2 separate regions of the Zea mays genome follow, and region 1 is linked to region 2. A link is a contact called in public Hi-C data. All regions are on one chromosome and are shown on one strand. The core of a region is the stretch at or near the end of the contact, and the rest is flanking DNA. Distances in the headings are between cores, read along the strand shown.

What was found. A called contact is a pair of places that touch in the nucleus more often than the background predicts.
Region 1: a Hi-C map of tassel shows a contact between it and region 2, with 3 times the contacts expected there. The contact joins two enhancer-like sites. A contact is called at or near these places in 2 of 25 Hi-C or Micro-C datasets (ear and tassel).

The regions. Positions count from the first base shown.
Region 1 is chr4:231,807,087-231,810,999 of Zm-B73-REFERENCE-NAM-5.0, forward strand. No RefSeq gene overlaps it. Among protein-coding and RNA genes, the nearest start is that of LOC103651773, 12 kb to the left of the region's middle. Within about 2 kb of position 1,370, at least 13 of the 20 cell types and tissues checked have an H3K27ac peak or open chromatin away from gene starts, as enhancers often do. A contact at or near this core is called in ear and tassel, where this site is marked.
Region 2 is chr4:231,531,850-231,535,491 of Zm-B73-REFERENCE-NAM-5.0, forward strand. No RefSeq gene overlaps it. Among protein-coding and RNA genes, the nearest start is that of LOC100502389, 70 kb to the left of the region's middle. Within about 2 kb of position 1,637, at least 18 of the 20 cell types and tissues checked have an H3K27ac peak or open chromatin away from gene starts, as enhancers often do. A contact at or near this core is called in ear and tassel, where this site is marked.

The DNA of each region.
Region 1 (3,913 bases), core at 120-2,619, 270 kb after region 2:
ACGCGTCTAGCTGCATGGTTGTTACAGCGATCCTAAATTTATGGAGGAAATAAAGGATTTAAAATCAGAAACTGCCGCACATATCTTTCCTAAATTTATGCGCATGCATTGGATCGTGTTTGACTCATGCATGCATTCCTTTTTTTGCGCTAACAGACGTGGGTTAGGTGGCGCACCCGACAGTCTGTTTGGGCGCGCTGGTTGAACCAGTTTGCAGGGTGGTCGGCCTGGGCTTGCTTTAACTATTAGAAGCACAGGGCTCCCGTTATATATATATATATATATATATATATATATATATATATATATATATAATATTAACTAATTTACTAAAATTAATTGTTTAGATGTCTCAAACTAATTTTAGCCAATAACTATAATCTCTAGTGTTGTAGTAGTAGATGATGCTACAAGTTAAAAAAATGCGTGATATATATATGAAGTACGTACTCGCGCGTCTCAAATAAAAGATTTGAAATTGAAAAACTATTGGTAGAGCATAAAAGGAACCTGAGCCTCCCAGATAAAAGCTTTAAATTCCATGTCTATGATGTGTGCACGCACTCTTAGGGCTTGTTCGGTTAGCTCTCAATCAATGTGGATTGAGTGGGATTGGATGAGTTTGAATCCTAAACAAGTCAAATCTCTTCTCATTTTTTTCAATCCCATCCAATCCATGTGTTTTAGGAATAACCGAACAAGCCCTTAGGCCTTGTTCGGTTAATCCCGTTACATATGGATTGGACGGGATTGGAAAAAATTGAGAAGAAATTAGACTTGTTTGGGATTTAAACCTACCCAATCCCACTCAATCCACATGGATTGAGAGCTAACCGAACAAGCCCTATGGATCGGATACTGTGCCATCCCCACTAGGTCATGCATTTGGGCATGCATATTAACTACTACAATTATTTGTGACTCCAGTATGCGTCTGACTTCACAGCAGCATGTGTGTGTGTGTATGTAGATAGATGAAGCGTGTTTCATCATGTGAGCGGATGTTTGCATGCATGCAACTACTCGATCTCCTCATAATAAAAATTTCCCAAAATAAATGCACTATAATAAGAGAATTGGATCATATCTAACCCCTATATAGCTTTCTCAAATGCTAAACTGTAATGGTCGTTACGTACATCTTTACAAATGTATGTATGTATATACGTAATTTCTCGTCAACATTAACCTCTTTATATTACCTCAAAATTTAAAAGTGCAATTATTTTGGAACCAAGATAGAGATGAGTAGCAGCTAGCTAGGGGCACAGGCGCGCGATCATCTTTCGTTCTGTCCAGCCGGCCGGTCCCACGCCCTGCGCTAGCTGCTGCCAGTATATTGCGTGCACCTGCACACACATGCATTACCATGCATCTGAACGAGCTTGCTTGTCCGCTTGCATATGTTTGTTTCTGCATTGGCATATATACTCCATGCACAAGCATTGATGGCGCACCTGGCTTCTAGAGTTTTTTTTTCTTCTTCTTTATTTGCGGCTGAACACCTGGATAGTTAATTAGATTACGCATGCTTTCTAATTACTTTTGTGGGAGTATCTCACATTATATTTACTGATTTTATATTTTGTAATCTCATAGTAGTATCTTATATATATTCTTAATTTATTTGTGTCATATATATATAAAGCATTTAGCTTTCATATAGATGATCTTTTAGTACTTTGGCCCCTAAAAATTAATTCATGGACAATGTTAGTAATTTTTATCACATGAAATTATCAAAGTGGGCGTGGTTAATTAGTTACCATGTGGCATTGCGCGCCCAGGTGAAAAATCAGAGGCAACTCTAGCACACCAACACCACTGCCCATTGCATTGATTTCCTTCAGGTGGACCAACAACAATCAAAAGGGGGGGGGGGGGGGGGGGGGGGGGGGGGACACACGAGAATCTAGAGATATGTGCGCGCTTCGTTAGTTATTATTGATGTTGTTGTTTGGAAAAGACACGCACAAACGGACATGCCCATGGAGCTAGATAACCACTTTATGGCCTCTCTGCTATTTTCTTTTTACACAAGAGACACACGCAAGGAGACACTGGAAGCAACGTTGGTATGCTTTTTCCAAGCATGCAGATAATTCTTTGTCACCTTCTTGTTAGCCAATAGCGGTTTATTGTATTAGCAGCTTTACCCTGTGGAACAAATGGAATGTTTTGCCCAATTAATCGAGGCTGCACGAATCCATGCACGTCTACTTTGATTTGGAGGTTTATTTCAGTAAGTTTCCTTAGTTTTATATATGATCATGCGTTAAGGATCTTAACTGTTTGCAGCAGCGCCTGCCTTTTTAATTTATATATGGAATGGCAAAGCCGCAAGAGCTTAAGGATTTAATTAATGTCGATCGCACACCACGTACGGAAGATATACGCTGCATGCACTGGTCATTATATATATACATGTAATAATCGTATGTAATCAAATGGAAGACATAAAACTAATTGACTCTCCCAACATGCATGCTTCCTATATACTATTTTGCTACAAAAAAACTTATTAGAATATATATAATGACGTAGTACGCACACTGACTCGATCAAATACTTGAATGCTGGGGACACACGGGACCTCTGCATGCAGCTATTGGATGTCTGGGATGACATGTGTTAATACTGGAAAAAAATTTGGTGCAGCAGTGCTGCAAACCGAGTGGTTTGCAGCCTCTCACAAAAAGGGGGGGGGGGGGGGGACACACGAGAATCTAGAGATATGTGCGCGCTTCGTTAGTTATTATTGATGTTGTTGTTTGGAAAAGACACGCACAAACGGACATGCCCATGGAGCTAGATAACCACTTTATGGCCTCTCTGCTATTTTCTTTTTACACAAGAGACACACGCAAGGAGACACTGGAAGCAACGTTGGTATGCTTTTTCCAAGCATGCAGATAATTCTTTGTCACCTTCTTGTTAGCCAATAGCGGTTTATTGTATTAGCAGCTTTACCCTGTGGAACAAATGGAATGTTTTGCCCAATTAATCGAGGCTGCACGAATCCATGCACGTCTACTTTGATTTGGAGGTTTATTTCAGTAAGTTTCCTTAGTTTTATATATGATCATGCGTTAAGGATCTTAACTGTTTGCAGCAGCGCCTGCCTTTTTAATTTATATATGGAATGGCAAAGCCGCAAGAGCTTAAGGATTTAATTAATGTCGATCGCACACCACGTACGGAAGATATACGCTGCATGCACTGGTCATTATATATATACATGTAATAATCGTATGTAATCAAATGGAAGACATAAAACTAATTGACTCTCCCAACATGCATGCTTCCTATATACTATTTTGCTACAAAAAAACTTATTAGAATATATATAATGACGTAGTACGCACACTGACTCGATCAAATACTTGAATGCTGGGGACACACGGGACCTCTGCATGCAGCTATTGGATGTCTGGGATGACATGTGTTAATACTGGAAAAAAATTTGGTGCAGCAGTGCTGCAAACCGAGTGGTTTGCAGCCTCTCACAAAAAGGTGGATGGACCCCACCTGCAGATCCACCAGATAACATTTTTGTTGCTGCGGGTGGGGTCTATCCACCTTTTTGTGAGAGGCTGCAAACCACTCGGTTTGCAGCAGTGCTGCACCAAATTTTTTTCCGTTAATACTATACGCAGTGGTACTACCACTTGCGTTGCTGCAGTGGTGACTTAAGTTTTATGCCCATTTATTATACACACAGCTGGTACGTACGTACGTACGTATTATTTAAGATGCCTACCGAGTGTCCATCTTTATTTAACATCATCGCCTTTAATAAGAGTATGTGCGTATGTATGTATATATGCACGCTGCTAGCTGCGCTCTCCCCTGCTGGTCCCTTCAAATCTTGCTCTTAATTAAGGTGATGTTGATCTTGATCTTTGATGGTGGA
Region 2 (3,642 bases), core at 387-2,886:
TATTCATGTTTATATTATAAAATGATGAAGGTGTGTTCTTCATGACCTTTGTCTCAAGATCATTATATCCGAAAGGAAATAATGCTTCGAAGGACGAAGGTATTTAACCATTAACAATTGTGTTGTCTTGTTCTTAATTTATAGCATTTGAGGACAAGTGACCAACAGGTGCCCTAAATTCTATAAATTATACTCATTTTCAAATTATAGGCATTTTTATAGGTCACGCCGTTGGAGGTGGTGTAAGACCAAACTCCTTGCATTGTTGTGACGTAACTTACCATATCTATGTAAAACATACGTTAGTCACAATAATCCTGCATTAACCTTAATTACCATTGAACCATTAACTTTACATATAATATTAATCATTTAACTGGGAATTGGTATGGTAACTGTTGGGGATTTGTTCTTAACTGCTATGAATTAAGAACAAGGCAACACAGAAATTGTTAAACGTTAAAGTCCTTCGTCCTTCGAAGAATTATCTCCCCTGGGATATAATAAATTCCGGACGAAGGTTATGAAGGACATACCTTCATAAGCACAACAAATAATGAAGAAGGATTTACATAAAATATGAAAAATAATATAAGCATTTGATTATTATTATTAACTCATTTCTATTTTATTATTATAGAAATGATAACAAATTACAAATGTACCTTCGGCTTGAAGGAAAGCAAAAGTACCAGCATGGCGCAAAAGCAAATGCCCAATGCGTGATTACAGGAGCCTAGGCACATGATGCAATTTGCGCAAAATTACATGTATGCCCTTCTCAATCGACTATGATAATGACACAAAACAATATGGGTCTTTAAGTCAATTCATCTCTAAGTCGGTTCGACCCTTCATCTTGAGATTTATCTTTATGCCGAAGCTTTATAAATAATAGCTTCGGCGCTTGCTTCTGAGAAGACTTTTCGAAGGTGTTCTTTTTTAGGATCTTCGGCTACGAAGTATACCCCCAACAGTAACAAAAAAAGCTCGCAAAGGAAAAGATTTCTCTAATTAGTGTGGCGTTAATGTTTTGGTCTGTTTGGCTTAGATGTGACAAAGTCATCTTTCTCTCAATCAATAGCATCAATTATACAGGTTCTTTTTAGGCTGACATACTGGTTCAGATTCTTGAGATTATTCTTGAGATTATTGCAGAAAAAGGAAGATCACCGCGAGGTTCTTGCAATTAGCACAACAGGTATATAGTATAATACCAACCGTACGAGGTACGCCGCGTAAGGCACTCACTAGCCGACATCCCAATCCGCCTGAAAAGGAGGGGAAGCCAAAGTGACACAGGTGGTGAGGTGCCAGCCTTCGCCTTTGATGGACGCTGTACCTGTACGCGCGCGTGTTGCGGTCTGTAGAGTAGCAGGATAATTGGACGCTCCGATGACACGACTGCACATTCTCGTACACCAGGCTGCTATCTGCTTTCATATATTTGACGCGTATGCATACGTGCGTGCTTGGACTCGTATACTACTACTTGTACTTGTACATGGGTGCGTGCAAACAGCGCGTGTCCTTGCCACGGTGATTCGGGCTTGCAGACGAATCTGAACCGGTCGAAGCTGTCGGCTAGGGATGATACCAGTTCCTCTCACATGTGATGTGACACGCGGCACTGCTGCTATTATGCAAAGGTGAAAGGTGGGCGGCTCTCAGAAAGAGCGCAGTGCAGTGGCCTCCCTCATGTCTCCTAGCTTGGCAGCTTTATTATTATTAGAATCCTAAACGAGGGCTTTAAAGCGGGCCAGACGGGGGAGGTAAAAGCTGAAGGAAGAAGACCTTGCAACTGCATGCACCAAAAGCTAGCTCGACAGGGGGGAGGGGAAATCTCCACCGCTCTCGTTCCCATCTCTTTCTTTCTCTAGTACCTATCAACAGTGCCATGCATCGGCCTCCGTGCATGGATGCATGATGACTTTTTTTTCACTTTTTAAGTGCCCATCAGCCGTCGCCATCTCGCTGCCCCTGGTTACTACTGCTGGTACAGAACGTAGTAAGTTCCTTTTAGCGAAAACAAGCTGAAATTACGAAGTTGTTTTGTAACCGCACCTTTTTTTTCTGGTAACCCCATTTATTTATTATTATATGAAAGTACACAAGTCGGATCAGAGCAGCGTATCTTATCTATGGATCTTTTTTTTTGCATTTGAGAAGAGGCGCTTGCGCTTCCAATGAAGCTGGCTATTCTGGTGTGGTGATGACGGGCTGATGAACTGCCACAGTATTCCTTGCCTATGAGCTAGCTCTTTGTTTTGTATACCTCTAGGTTGAAAACTACAATCCCTTATTATTCAATTTTGAATAGCATGGGATTACAGTTCTCTTAATTCTCTCTAATACTCTTGCTCCCAAACATGTACGGAAGGTATAACTTGTGTTTCTGAAATTCTAAAGCCAGTGTATTTTCATCTTTCCAAAACCATGGATTGCAGGTAGGTAAAATTCGCAGTCAAGAATTTCCTTAGCTAAAAGTTACGTAGATGAGAAAGTATAGCTTTTCTCAACCATGGATTTGGATGTTTTTTTTCTTTGCTGGTATATCGACAGCAGCATTCAGATCCGAAATGCATGCCTGATGCAAATCAACCAATCAATCAAGCAAAACCTGCCTTTGAAGGCCGTAAATAATGCGTATTACCCCACCCAAGGGGTACACACTACTACTGCTCTACTCCTCGTGGATCCCTCAGCAACAAATGAATCAACATTCTATCAAAAAAAAAAAACAAATGAATCAACAGCAGCGCTCCTGTGATGCTAGTAGGAGTACAGCAGTCAGTCACATTGTAACAGCTGGGCCTTTGGTTTGCCTCCCGCTCCACTCGGGCCCCTATTTTTTGTTTGAACTAGCTTAGAGCGCAATAAGGCCTCGGCACAAGCCCATTGGGCTTTGGGCCTCCAATTTGCACAAATGTTGGCCAAATGAAACATGAGAAAAATCTCGAAATCAGAGAGGGAGAATAATTTATGACGTGTTTGGATTGCAGCATTATTCAGCCCAAAGTCGAATCATCTGTCATGGGTTGGAGACGAGAAGAACGAGGTCATTCGATATTGTTTTTTTGAGGAACCAGCTCGTCCGTCAACTTACGTTTGAGGGGAAGGCTATGAAAGATAGCTTGACGACGGATCGGTTCACCTCGTGACACAAACCAAACAGAACATCCAGGTTCAGACTTAGGTTCAAATGATTCCGGATGAGTCCATATCATCAATCTAAATGCGTCATTAACTACTCCTACCTACGTGACTCTGCCACTTCGTACATTTTATGTCGTATCACGAGGGTTGAACCAGCGATTACTTTACTACTATACCCTGTTCTGATAATTATAATTTAGATATTGATCAATTAAAATAATATAGTTTTATACGAAATATATGTATATATATCCTATATCTACTGTATAAAACACCCGTTTCCACGGTTTCAAGAGTTCGAACCTTGATTGTTGGCTCTACATTCACATCCACCTAACCAACAGAAGCACACGTATTATTGTATTTTATTAAAACAAAGCCTACACATGTGATATATAGAAACCGTGACAATGCACGGGTATCTGACTAATTATTGATTATATGCAATACATATATCTATGTGACCAACGAAAATTAGTTAATTCT